Regions from separate parts of the Sus scrofa genome. Here region 1 is linked to region 2. Evidence: chromatin contacts called from public Hi-C data. All regions are on one chromosome and are shown on one strand. The core of a region is the stretch at or near the end of the contact, and the rest is flanking DNA. Distances in the headings are between cores, read along the strand shown.

Region 1 (6,450 bases), core at 3,341-5,840, 210 kb after region 2:
TGTGTAATAATAATAATAACAATAATAATAATAATAAAAATACAATACTGAGAAGAATCGCACGGGGATAAAGGCTTCCCCTCCTGCTGTGGCTCGTGCTGGCTCAGGTGGCTGCTTAAGGCTGCAGGGTGGGTGTGAGATGAACCTGCAGGAGAACCGAGCTGAGCTTCCTGGCTGGGCTCGGCTCCAGCCCTGGAGACCGTCCCTGTGGGTCCCGGAGGCCTGGGGACTGTCCCTAGGGGTCTTGGAGCTGGGTCTGCCCCTGGCAGCAAGGCACAGACGAGGGGCCTCAGGGCTCCTGGAGGTCGGGCAGGTCAGCCAGCAGCATCGGGGAGTCCATCTGGATCTCACGCTGTAGGGACTCGATGTCAGCGGGGTTCATGCCGTGGCCCTCGAGCCAGTCGGCAAGCAGGGAGGCCGAGAGCGAGGCCGAGTCTGCCTGGCTGCTGACACGGAGGGTGGGGAGGCAGAGGCGCCGTCAGCCTGTCCCACAGGCAGGGCCCCCGGCCCGGGGAGCCGCACCCCCTGCCCCAGCGGAGGCCCAGCACTTACCCGTCCTGGGGCCCATCAGCCACGCCCATGTCGAAAGACTGGTTGAGGAATTCCTCCAGGTCAAAGCCGACGCCATAGCCAGCCCCGCTGCCCTTTGGGGTGCCCGAGAACACGGGGGGCAAGGGGTCTTCCACCTGCAGGGGACGATGGCAACTTACAACGCAGGCACCGTCCAGAGCTGCCAGGTCTGCAGGGCGCCTGTCCCAGCACTGCCTGGACACCCGCTGAGCAGCTGGTGCCCCCAAAGACCCGAGTTCCTTCTGGGAGCAAGGGGACCCGTCAGGAGGGATGGTGCCCCGCCTGCCGCTCGGTTCGCACAGAACAAGGGCCTCCCAAACCCTCCCCCTAGGCTCAGATCCGCGTGCGCCCACAGCCAGGCCTCTCCCCTCACCTGTGACTTGGACAGTTGCTGGGTCACGAGGGTGACGTCGGGGGACTCTGAGGTGGAGGGTTGAGGGACGCCCCCGGGGTCTGGAGGGGGTGGGCCAGAGGGGAAATAAGGCAGAACGCTCAGGCCGCTGGGGCCGGGCAGCCCAGGGGGAGGCACCAGCGACGGCGGGGCCAGGAGGCCGGAGGAGGCAGCGGTTTGGAGTGGAGCAGGCCCAGGCCCAGGGCCCGGGGCCGGGCAGGCAGGCTGCGGCGGGGGCGCAGCGGGCTGGGCTGCGGGGCCAGAGGGTGGGCTGGGAGGCCGGGCTGGCAGCGGCCCTGGAGCGGGGGCCGGGGGCCGGGCCATGCGAGTCCAGCGCTCCAGCAGGCTGCGATCATTGTCGCTGAGCACCAGCCCGGCCAAGGGGTCGGCGGAGGGGCCCCCCGAGGCCCCGGCTCCCCGCTCCTTGCGCTCCCGCTCCTGCCGCCGCTTTTCCCGCTCCTTGGCTCGCTCCTGCCGCCGCCGCCGCTTCTCCTCCCGCTCGCGCTGGCGCTCCTGGGCTGTCACCGGCTTGCGAGGCTCAGGAGCTTCCAGGGGGGCGCTGGGGCCATCTGTGGGGAAGACGGGCAGGGTGACACTAAGAGCCCGTCCAGGCTGGGGGGGGTCCCCTCGGCCCCACTCCCCAGCCAGCCACCGCCTCTGCCACGCACCTCGGAGCCGGCTCTGCAAGGACTTGAGCAGGGCGGCCTTGAGGGCGGCCTTGGTGTTGTCCGAGATGGCACCCTCCCTCTTTGGAGGGGCTGGCTCACTGGCCGGCGGGGGTGGCTGCAGGGTCAGATCGATGGTGTCGGGCGCAGGGCCGGTGCACGGCAGTGGGGCCGGCGGAGGGGACTCCATGGCACAGTCCCCGCTGGGAGCCCAGGGACTGGGCATCTCAACGTCGGGGCAGCCGGGCTCACTGGCCACAGGCTGCAGGGAAGGCTGGAAGCGGATCTGCTGGCGGATGCCCTCTCGCCGCGCGTGGAAGTCCTCGATCTCGGCCACAATGGCCTCCTTGATGCGCTCCCGGGTGAGGGCTTCACGGTCAAAGGCAAAGTCAAAGGGCGGGGCACAGTCGGGCTCGTCATCCGGGTCGTGGTACTTGGCCAGGAAGGGGTGACGGAGGGCGGCAGCGGCTGAGATGCGGGCACTGGGCTCAAAACGCAGCATGTGGCCCAGAAGGGAGAGGGCCTGGCGGTCGGCCCCCGGGTACACGGTCTCCCAGGGCACGGGCTGGCGAGGCGGCAGGCTCTGGATGTAGGCCCGCACCCGCTCCGCCCCCACGGCCTGAATCACGGCCGGCGACGGGGTGCCCAGCACCATCATGATCAGCTGCAGCTGGTGCACGTAGTTTTTGCCCGGGAAGAGCTGGCGCCGGGCCAGCATCTCCCCAAAGATGCAGCCCACGGACCACAGGTCGATGGCCTGCGTGTACTCGTGCAGCGAGAGCATGAGCTCGGGGGCGCGGTACCAGCGCGTGGCCACGTACTCGGTCATGAAGTACTGGTGCTCCGCGGGCGAGGTGCACAGGCCGCGGGCCATGCCAAAGTCCCCGATCTTCAGCTCGCAGTTCTCATTCACCAGCAGGTTGGACGGCTTGAGGTCGCGGTGGATGACCTGAGCCGAGTGCATGTACTTGAGGCCCCGCAGCAGCTGGTACAGGAAGTAGCGCACGTGCTCCAGCGTCAGCGGCTGCGAGGAGTGGATGATCTGGTGCAGGTCGCTCTCCATCAGGTCCAGGACCACGTAGCTGAGGGCAGGGGAGAGGCGGGGGGCGGGGGGTCCTGGTGACGCTCCAGCCCCATCCTCACCCAGCTCTCCCAGCTCCAGACGGGTCGGGGCCTAACTCTCAGATGCTGTAGGCGCCACCCAGGTGGTGTGAAGATTCTAGATGTCCTACAACTTTCCATGAACTTAAGGGAAACTACTAGTGTCGCCACCAGAGAAAAGGTGGGCTTGGGCTAAACCCGCCTGGCCAATAGGTTTTGTCGGGGGAGGTCTGGTAGTGGCTCATGGAAGACGGTGATGGAGACGGGAGGGGCTTCCGTAGTCTGTGATTGATTAGTGATGTCTGCTAGGGGAGCAGCCATGGTAGACACGGAATGCGGGGCTTCCCTCTGCCAGCCCGCGCGTTGCCATCCTACGCAGCTACCTCACGCTCTTCCGGAGGAATCTCGGGTGGCCCCGGCAAAACCCCAAGGGAGCCCTGGTCTTGGGATGGTGGGAGGTTGCCCAGCCTGCCTTGCACAAGGTCCAGAACTTGAGCGCTATGGCCCCAGCCTTCCGAAAAGGTGCCCGCTCTGCCTCCCGCCGCCCCTCCTTACACAGACTTGAACTCGCCGTAGGGCACGGTGGGCCTCAGGATGTCCTTGATGGCGATGATGTTGTCGTGCTTGAAGTGCTTGAGGATCTTCAGCTCCCGGAGGGTCCGCTTGGCGTTGGTCACCACGTCAAAAGCGTTAGGGATCTTCTTGATGGCCACCTGCTGGCCTGGGGCGCAGGGAAAGCGGATGCCCTGAGGGACCTTGGCGGAGCTCGGAGTGGCGCGCGGCCCCTTTCACCCCCTCCCTTCTAAGACGCAGGGACAACAGCTTCCCTGCACCGAGCGCCTACTGTGTGCCCGGTCCTGGGCTCAGCACAGCACCTGCACCACCAGCTGCCCCTCCTCCTCTCCCCGGCAGGTGCTCAGAGCCCACGAAGACACGTGGAGCCGGGGCTCCCTGCGGGCGGCGCTGCCAGCCGGCGAGGGGTAGAGTCTAGACTCCAACGCCGTGCTAGCGCCCTGCTCGGCCCATCTCTGCCCCCAGCTATGGCACCGCCAACCGCCTGCGCCAGCCTCGGCTCCGGAACACGTTCCGGGAAATCTGCACCCTGGTCTCACCCGGACGCTCGACTTTCTGAGGAGGACGCGAACCGATGCGCTGGCACCCACCGCGCCGGGGCTGCAGAGACCTGGGCCCTGCACAAGCGGGCACCGGGCGCCTGGCCCCCAGTGTGCACACCCCGGCCCGCCCGCCGGCGCTCACCCGTGAGGCGGCGGCGCGCGGAAGACACCACCCCGTAGGCCCCGTTGCCGATGGTCTCGATGATCTCGTACTCGTCCCCCACGTCGAAGGTCACGTCGAAGGAGCGGGCCTTCAGCAGAGCCAGGTTCTTGGCCGCCACGGAGGCGGCGGGGCCGGCGGGTTCCGCCTTCACCGGCCCGGGGGGCTCCCCGGAGCCGTCCTCGCCGTCTTCCTCCTTCAGGGGCTCGGCCATGGCGTCTGCGCGGAAACGCTGGGGAAGAGGGGCCCGCCGCCGGGCTCAGGGGCCCCGCACCCGGCCGGCCCGAGCGAGCGATGCGCGCAGCCCGCGTCCCCCACCGCGCGCGCGGGCCCCGGGCTCAGGTCCGCGCGGGGCGCGGGGTCGGCGGTGGGGGAGGTGCCGCGAGGCGCGGTCCAGGAAGAAAGCGAGGGGCGGGGCGCCCGCTCTTCTCGGGCCGCGCTCGGCGCCCGGCGCCTCACCCCGACGCCGCCCGAGCCCTGGAGGTCGCGGGCCCCCGCCTCCTGGGGTCCCCGGCCTCCCGGCCCCCGGTCGGGGTGGGGGACCCGAAGACCCTCCCGCTCCCTAGACCGCCGCCTCCACCACCACCTCAGCGGCGCGCATTCTGCCGGGCCGGTCCCCGCCCCGCCCCCCGAGACCACGCCTCCGCAGGCTCTGGCCAATCCCTGGATGGCCTCGGCGGAGGCACCCACCCCTTCCACTGGCTGAGCCCAATCCGGGCCCCCCTGCCGAGGAAGCCCCGCCTCCACCAGCGCGCGCACCGCCGGCCAGTCCGCTGGCGGGAGCCGCCCAGCAGGCACTCGGCGCTCCACAGGGGCGCTGCGGCCTGGCGCCGGCCTCGCACGCATGCGCGCTGGCAGCCCCGGGCGCCGCGAGACTGGGAGGCACCGCCCCCCGCGCGCGCGCTCCCCACGGGCAGGGGCATCTGCGCCCAGCTGCCGCGGCTGGTCCCGGGAGCTTGGGGGGATGAGGTGGCCGGATGCCACCCTGGCGGCCGCATCGGGACGTCCTCCTCCTTTAGGCGCCTCTTCCCTTGTCAGCCCCTACCTACCACCCCTGGGGTTACGTCCTCCGTTTCCCCGATGGGTCCCGGGAACCCAACGCTGGGAATCTGTCATCCCAGGTAGCCGGTGGTCGGCCACATCCCACCAGAGATCCCGGTCCTCCGGTGGCTGGTCCTCTCCGCTCAGCTTCCGGCGGCCCGGGGCCTCGGCCTCGGGCGCGACCCCTCCGCAGGGTGGCTGGGTGCAGCGACTCCCGCGCCGAGGCTGCGGGGCAGCAGACAGGCCCGCAGGGTCAGCTGTGCCCGGAGAGGGCAGGGCGGGGCCCGAGCCGATGCGGCGCCCCAGGCCGCAGGGGACCCGATGGCTGGCTGTGTGACCGTCCCGTCTGATCCGGGAATAAAGCAGAAAGTATCAGAAGAGGTTGACAAACTGTGAATCGTTCAAGTGCTTCCTCTGCATGTTTTAGCTGGGATGGGTAGACAAGTTACAGGCATTCTCTGGCAACAACTCCGTTTCTCACTCACTTTTGAATGCGCCATGAGCTGCTTTACTTCCACCGTGACTCCGTCCTGGAAAAGCCATCAATCACCTTTTTTTTTTTTTCTTTTAGCCACGCCTGAGGCATGCGGAAGTTCCCAGGCCAGGGATCAAACCCAAGCTACATCAGTGACAACATTGGATCCTTAACCCGCTGAGACACCAGGGAACTCCAAAGTCATCAGTTAACCAACATTCTTCAGCCTTGCCTTATGAGCTCGCTGCATCTGACAACTGACTACTTTGAGAAAAAGTTGTTTCACATGGCTCAAAACTCAAACAATACTCAAGTGAAAAAAATCTTGGTCTCTCTCCCTCTTTTTTTTTTTTTTTTTTTTTTTTTTTGCTATCTCAGGGCCGCACCCGTGGCATATGGAGGTTCCCAGGCTAGGGGTCCAATGGGAGCTGTAGCCACCAGCTTACACCACAGTCACAGCAACGCAGGATCCGAGCCACCTCTGTGGCCTACACCATAGCTCAGGACAATGCCGGGTCCTTAACCCACTGAGTAAGACCAGGGATAGAACCTGCAACTTCATGGTTCCTAGTCAGATTCGTTAACCACTGCACCATGACGGGAACTCCATTAATATACATTCTTATCCACCTCCCCTTTACAAGAGATAACAAATCATTTACTCTTTTCCTGATGATCACTGAGTATCAAAGCTAGGGGGATCTCTCACTCTTTAACAGCTTTTTTGAGATACAATTTTCATACCATAAAACATATACTGCGTACAGTTCAGTATGTGGATTTAGTGTGTCCGCAGAGTTGTGCAACCATCACCACTGCCTGATTTCACAACATTTTTGTCACCCCACCCCCAAAAAACCCCATCAGTCACTCATTTCCCCTCACCCGGCCCCTGGAAGCCACTGATCTATTTCCTGTCTCTGGACTTGCCT
Region 2 (7,195 bases), core at 1,576-4,075:
CAGGAGCACGGAGGCCGGCAGGCTGACCCAGGCGCCTCTCTCTCCAGGCTCAGAAAAACGTGGGGCTGCCGCCGAGGAGCACCGAGAGCACGGCCCCCAGGCCCGGGCCCGAGAAAGTGGTCACGTCTTCAGGTAACAGACCCTGGGTGTTGCTTTTCCCCCTCAGTGTGATGGAACATGCGTCCTAAGTGCCAGGAGGGCCAGTGGACGTCTGCCGTCTAAGCAGGTCCCGGGAAGCAGGTCCCCTATGTCCTGGCCTGGGGGGCAGTGGGCCTCGGTCCCATCTCAGGTGGGGAAGCGCTTAGGTCCCCTCCTCGTCCTGCAGCTGGAGAGGAGGGACGAGGTCAGGGCCTGGGCCGCCAGGGCCTAGAGCGTGCGGTCACCGGTGGCCGCATCCCAGCCTGCAGCTGGCTGTCCAGGCAGGTCAGCCTGGCTCCACTAACTAGCCTGGGGTGGGGGCACCTTCTGTCTGTCTCTCTGCACCTCATCAGACAGGCACTTCTTAAATATGTCGTCTGCGCGATCAGGTGACAGCCTGGCTCAGGTCCCAGGTGCTCTGCCGCCCCGAGGGATGCTGAGCGCCAGGTGGGCATGGCCACAGCCCAGAGCCCTGGTCACCTAGGCGCCTCACCTTGGCCTGGGCTGGGCGTCGATGGGTGCAGCAGGGAGCCTGGGCCATGACCAGGACGTCGTGAGGCAGCACGAAACGTGCCGTCCGAAGTCGCCGGTGAAAGTTCCCGACCATGTGTCAGATGTCACCACCCAGGCTCAGGCCCACATGGCGTCTGATCCCAGCTTGGCCTGGGCGTCAGATCTGCAGTTTAAGATGCTCTCCCACGTGACTCCGCCCTCTGACCCTGCCGTGCAGCCCAGGCCGGGCCTCCCCCGCCCTGCGGCTGAGCCTGCCCCCATTTGCCTCTGCAGTGGCCACAGGCAGCCCTCCTGGCGTGACCCTGACGACATACTCCAGGCCCGAGTGCCACCTGGCCCTCTCGGGGACTCCAGAGGCAGCGCAGGCTCTGCCGGCTCCTTCCAGCAGACTGTCAGCCACGCAGCTGGCCCTGCGCCGCGGGGCTGCCCTGGGGGTGGCGGTAGCCACGCTGCTGGCCGGGCTGCTCATCAGGGTCCTGATAGCCAGGCCCTAGCCCGACAGCTGGACACAGGAAGGAGGCGAGGGCAGGCGCCCACCCATCAGAGCACCGATGGGACCCGGGAGCGGGGGGCGCCTGGGGCCACCCCCAAAACCAGGCCTCCCTGCAGGGACGCCTCTGGGACAGGGACTCGGCTTCGCGGCAGATCGCCTGGTCCTCTGACTCGGACTGCTCTTCAGACGACACCAGCCAGTTGAGCGATGGCCCTCGGGTGTCGCTACTGTTACTCAGTAATGTAAATGGTTTCAGACGGGAGATTTCGAATCAAAATTGCAAACGTGGCTGTAACATTAAAAAGTACGTGTTTCTAGGCAGTTGGCTGCAACCCCCATCCGCGTCCTGCGCACGCGCGCCCTGCAGGTGGGGGCGGGGCGGTCGCCTAAGCCCCGCCCCACTTCCGCCAGCCCTTCCTTGGCATCCGCGTTGTCACTTGTCGCAGACCTTGAGAAACCGCCTCTTTCGGCAGCGCTGGGATACAAACAAGGCCCGTGAAACCCGGATGGTTTGGCCACGTGGCTTCAGGATGGACTGTGGCGCTGCCCCATGTTCTAGGATGCTTCTGAGCCTGGGGACAGGCTCCAGGCCGCGCCCCGCCGCCCGGGGCGGGGGCCGTGTGGCCTCTGTCACCACTATCCCTGCGGCGTCGGTGGCAATGAACACGTTGGCCAAATGGCCAGTAGGGGAAAGGGTGTGTGAACCCCGGTGCCAAAGCATCCCCGTGCTGTGGTTCCAGCCCCCAAAGCCGGCACCCTCGCCTGTGACACAAATAGCTTAGCTCGCGCCCCTAAAGCAAGGGGCCAGGGGCAGCGCCATCGTGTGTCCTGAGAGCGAGGACTGAGGCAGGGGTTGGGGCTGCAGGAAGTCTGGGAAACCACAGGCGCCAGCGCGGCTCAGGTTCTGAAGCCCCCAGACTGCAAGCACCCTGCTGGGTGCTCTGGCCACGCGGGCGGCAGGGGATCGGGGTGGGGCTGGCGTCCTGGGAATGTGCCCGTGGTCAGCACGTGGGAGAGGAGAACACAGTGGGGAAAAACCCACTCGCTGTGGAGACGACTTGAAAAAGCAAAGACCTACGAGTGACCAGGTAAAGCTTGAGAAGATCTTCTTGGGTGAGAACTTAAAAGGAGAAAGCCGGACCTAAAGACAGCTGGCCACGGGCCATCGTTGGGGGATAAAGGCAAAACATGGATTCAGAGTTGGAGAAAGCGTAGACGTGTCTCCCACAGAGCAGCTCTGAATAACCAGCATTTTTATCATAATTCATGGCAGTTTCACTAAATGTATTTATTTCGAAGCAGAATCTACTAGTAGACAAGTCAGTATCGTTTAGCTAGAAAGTGATGTACAATCGAATGTATCAAATGAACATTCCGTGGTGGAGTTTTGTCTGAGATGCCTTGTGCTTCTGACAGGTGGAGCCCGTCTCAGCAGCTTGTTCCTAAACCAGCCTCGTGACTAATTCTTGACACCTCGCCCTGTGAGGCAACATCCTCCAGACAGACGCCTAATGAGACGCAAAACACACTCATCCCCCAGAGTGAATTATACGTCCTGTAAAGTGAGTCACATTTGCCGATTCAGTGGTGGATTTTGCCAAGCACGTGCATGCGTGCGTGTAGGGGTTGGGGGTGGAGGAAGTGGGGCCTGTGGCCAGGACCCGCCCCAGGCTCTTTGTGAGACTTTCCATTTGGCTAAAGAACCCCGGCGCTTCCTGTCTTCTGTCCCCTTCCGTGGGGCCCGCGCTGTCCTCGCAGAGTTTACAAGCACTTTTGTTACAGCGTTAAAATGCACGTTAGGGTTTAAATTCTGCAGCAGCTCCACTTGAGGAGGGCAGATGAAAGCCGCGTGCACGCGTTGGCCGCTGTCTTCCAGGAAGCCTTAGGACGCACTGGACGCTCTAGCGACGTCGGAAACCGAGTGTGGACAGCCACAAGGGACCGTCGCACCCCAAGCACAGGACAGGACGGAGCAGAGACGAGAAAGGGAGATGCCCGCGGGTCTGGTCTTCAAGTCTCAATGGTGAGCGACGGGGACCCCAGCCCGACCCTAGCTCGAGGGCCTCGAACCTGGAATGGAGGCTGGGAAGGCCTGGAAACCAGGGCGGGGCTGGCTCTGGAAGGTTTCCGGGTGATGCTTCGCGGGGGGGGGAGTGGGCGCTGCTCCCCAGCCCAGGGCTCCAGGGCCCGGGACCCAGCGGGATGGGGTCCTCCCAGGACCCTTAGCCCTGGGTGGGGGCGTGGGGCTCTGGCTGGAAAGACAGTGAGTGGCAGTGACTCTCAGGTTCCATCACGGTGCGTTTGTGTATCTTCTACTATTTTTGGTAGGATTTAAAAATTATTGGTTCATTAGCTGTTTAATAGAAAAATGGAAGAGACAAGGCGTCGGCAGCACAGGCAGCTCCTTCAGCGGTATCCAGCCTGGGGAGAGGAGAGAGGTGTCCGGTCACCTGCAGGCTCACACCCACCCGCCCTGCCCTGGATCGGGGCCCTAACAGGTACCTCCTGCGCCACTTCCTAGGAGCCTCTAAAGGGCCCGGGTACCCCGAGGAGTCTAGTGTGGGGGGCTGAGGATGAGCAGTGAGGCCTCCCCCGAGAACGGCAGCAACAGGACAGGAGGAGAGGAGACAGGGTGCTGGGCCAGGGCGAGACAGGAGTGGAAGGGACTCATTCGCCGGCCAAGGTGGGGAGCAGGGGGCTGCGTCTGCACGAGCTCCGACCGTGACGCACCGTTTGCTCCCCAGACTCCTGGGTGCGCGCGGGATTTCACCAGCGCCCCTGAGGTTTCAGAAGCTGCCCATCCTCAGAGTTCAGACGTCTCGTTTAATTTTCAAAGGCCTAACGACCCCGATTCATTTTAACTTTTTATAGTCCTCAACTTTTTAAAGCTCTTCCAGTGCCTTCTGTAGCTTATGTCGAGTTTTGCTGGGACTTGACTGTGTGTGTGTGTGTGTGTATTTTTGGCCAAGGCGTGATGTGGGATCTCAGTTCCCAGACCAGGGACTGAACCCTGGGCCACAGCGGTAACAGTGATAAGCCCTCACCAGTAGACCACCAGGGAACTCCCCCCGCCCCGACCGCGCGCCTTCTCTTGAGATCTGAGCCCGTGGATTATGGAAATATGCTCTGTGTGGCCCACCCAGGGCCCAGGCTAGTAACCTTGGAGGAAAGCTGGTTTCTGGAAACTCGCTTCGGGCAGCGAGTACTGTGAACTTAGAGCTCTTTTCAAATTGCTTGAGATGGGCTGAATTCAGGCGGCAGCCCCTGGTGTTACGGCGATGGGAGGCAGAGGAATGGGAGAGACGGTTGTTTGCCACCTGGGAGTGGGGCGCAGTGGCTTCTGTGTACTTCTGTACATATTTTTAAGTGGACAGAGAAAATCCCCCTCAACTGAGGTTCAAGGTGCTCCTGCTGGATTGATAGTCGCTGCTTCCTATTTCCATTCTAACACCAGTCAAGTGATATTAAAATCATACCCAAGGAAGTTCCCAGCAGTAATGAGCCTGACTAGCATCCATGAGAACGCGGGTTCAATCCCTGGCCTTAGATCCTGGATGGAGGATCTGGCGTTGCCGTGAGCTGTGGTGTAGGTCACAGACACGGCTCAGATCCCGCATTGCTCTGGCTGTGGTGTAGGCCGGCGGCTACAGCTCCGATTCAGCCCCTAGCCTGGGAGCCTCCATATGCAGCAGGTTCGGCCCTGAAAAGCAAGAAAAAAAAAAGCCCCCCCCAAAATCATATCCAAGTATACAAACAAATAACTACAAAGTGCAAAAAAGCAATTTCAGGAAAATGTGTGGCAATTACAGCCAATAAAGCTTTCTCAAGTAAATGTACAGTTTAGATTCAGAATCGTTTTTTTTTTTTAATTTTTTGGACCACACCCACAGCATGCAGGGATTGAGCCCAAGCCACGGTAGTGACAATGCCCAATCCTTAACCTGCTGAGCTACCAGGGAAACCCTCAAGAGTCATTTTTTAAAAGTAAGAAGTGATTTGAGAAAGATGATTAAAGCCTCAAGAGCAGAGCAGAGAAGCAGCAAAGAGGAAAAACCTCAAAGCTTGACCCGGTTCCGGCTCCCAGGAAGGAGAGCAGGGAGGTGGGGCTGCCGGGGCACCGGCCTCCCTCGCACCCCCACCCTCCTGCGGACGAGCAGAGGCTGAGGCCTAAGGACGGGCTCGGGAGACGCTGTCACCCTGCCCAAGGCCACAGTCAGGTCCCTCTCAGAACCTGAAATCAAAGCCGCACTTTCTTGTTCCCAACTGAATGACACCCTGCTGCTTCTCTAGACCCGACCAGAGAAAGGCTGGTCTGCAAAGCCTCCCGGGGACTCTGGGCGGGCTACCTGGCCTGCCCAACCTGTCTGGGAGGGCCTCTGTACCCAAAGGCCTCCCGGGAACCCCGTGCCTGGGCCTCTGGATTTTCCACGAGGCTAAGCAACTCCATCCGGACAGAGAAGATGTGTGTCAGGCTGGGGACCAAGGTCTTGGGAGAAGGTGGGCAGATACGGACCAGAGACCCAAGCACACCTCCGACCTCAGGAGGATGCGGAAGAAAGAAAAGACGGAAAGTTCTAGATCCCCGTGTTTTGATTCCCCAAGTTTGCTACATGAATTCTAAGTTGACCTTTTTTAATTTTTGCCTTTTTTTTTTTTTTTTCCTCCTTCAGGGCCTCATCCGAGGCACATGGGGGTTCCCAGGCTAGGGATCCAATTGGAGCTACAGCTCTGGTCTACGCCACAGCAACACCAGATCCCAGCCGTGTCTGCAACCTGCGCCACACCTCATGGCAATGCTGGATCGTTAACCCACTGAGCGAGGCCAGGGATCGAACCCGTGTCGTCGTGAAGACTAGTCAGGTGCATTACCACTGACTCAAAACAGGAACTCCAAGTCAAACTTATTTAAAAAAACAAAACAACTGAAAACAAAAAGCGACTCAGGGCTTTTTATAAGATTTTTCTCAAATTGTGAAACAAGGAACGGTGACTAGGCCTAGCGGGCCAGCGGGCAGGTCCCCAGGACGGTAGACACACCTGTGACTGTCCTTTCTGGAAGGGAAGCAGGCCTCACCTGGACCCAGAGAAGCCAGTACCTCTCACCCTGAGAAACGCGGGCTAAGAGCCAGCACTCGGATCCTCAAGGCCAAGTCCGAAGGGACTGGAGATAGGCTTTCTTTGTGGATAACACGTAAGCCTCCACATGCAGAAAAACAGCTACAAGGACACACACCCTGAGCTGGCCTGGGTTATGGGAAAAAGGAAACGGGAGCCCTGCCTCCTCTATGGGAACCGGTTCTGGGAGCTGGGCTTGGTCTGGGAGCCGCCAGCAGAACCAGCAGGGCCTTTGTCCTCGGCACAGCCTGGGATCTCTCAGAAAACCCAGCTGATTCCAAATGCAACCGGGAGCCCAGCTCCGACAAGGCTGCGCCAAGGCGAGCCGGCTCCTCTCCCACTTTAAACAAAATAATGGTACAACCACAGCTGCTTCCAGGAAACGCCCGAATCCCGCGGCCCCGGGGCCAATTCTTCATGGGCTCGAGGCCTTTTCAACGCACCCCAGCGGCCGGGAGACCCGGCAACTCCGCCCGCTCTCACCGCCCCCTTTTCTCCATCACCCAAGTTTACAGACCGCCCTGGGGAGCCCACCTTGCGACCGCTGATCTCCAGAGGCAGACTCTCCGCGGCGCTCAGCAGGAGGGGTCACGGTCAAGACGCTTCCCCAGCACAGAAGCCCCCGCGCCGGGTCCCCGCCCAGCCCAGGCCACAGCTGCAGCCGAGGCACCCAGAGCGGACGGCTCCGGGCCCGCAGCTCAGGCTCCAATGCAGGGGGTGGGCTCACGCCCCCTGCACTGACCGAGGCTCGGGGCCCGACGGTCCCTGCGGCCACGACTCAGCCCTGTGGCTGGGACCCCAAAGCAGTCGGAGATGCGCAGGGCCGGACCTGAGGCCCAGAGGGATCATAGGACGCTGTTCGTTTCCAAGGTCGGGGCTCCCGGGATGGAAGGCGCCCCCGCACCCACCTTGAGGAGCACGGCCAGCACGACGCCC

Evidence for each region. Hi-C and Micro-C count contacts between places; a contact is called where the count stands out from the background.
Region 1: a contact with region 2 is called in a Hi-C map of embryonic fibroblasts, with 1.7 times the contacts expected there. The contact joins the promoter of MAPK7 here to the enhancer-like site in region 2. A contact is called at or near these places in 4 of 47 Hi-C or Micro-C datasets (embryonic fibroblasts, epiblast stem cells, heart right ventricle and 1 more).

What each region holds. Positions count from the first base shown.
Region 1 is chr12:60,144,153-60,150,602 of Sscrofa11.1, forward strand. MAPK7 (mitogen-activated protein kinase 7) reads right to left here and starts at 4,591. Exons shown (of 6, transcript XM_021067952.1): 1 at 3,985-4,591; 2 at 3,283-3,448; 3 at 1,630-2,708; 4 at 944-1,530; 5 at 553-686; 6 at 1-446. The coding sequence starts at 4,216. The coding sequence ends at 290. MFAP4 (microfibril-associated glycoprotein 4) reads left to right here. Exons shown (of 6, transcript XM_021067955.1): 6 at 1-62.
Region 2 is chr12:59,934,431-59,941,625 of Sscrofa11.1, forward strand. ALDH3A2 (fatty aldehyde dehydrogenase) reads right to left here. Exons shown (of 11, transcript XR_002337385.1): 10 at 7,168-7,195; 11 at 2,408-3,565. It overlaps LOC100525483 (multidrug and toxin extrusion protein 2), which reads left to right. Exons shown (of 17, transcript XM_021067932.1): 16 at 48-132; 17 at 925-1,465. The coding sequence ends at 1,348. Among named protein-coding and RNA genes, the nearest start is that of ALDH3A2, 16 kb to the right of the region's middle. Within about 2 kb of position 2,826, at least 26 of the 83 cell types and tissues checked have an H3K27ac peak or open chromatin away from gene starts, as enhancers often do. A contact at or near this core is called in embryonic fibroblasts and subcutaneous adipose tissue, where this site is marked.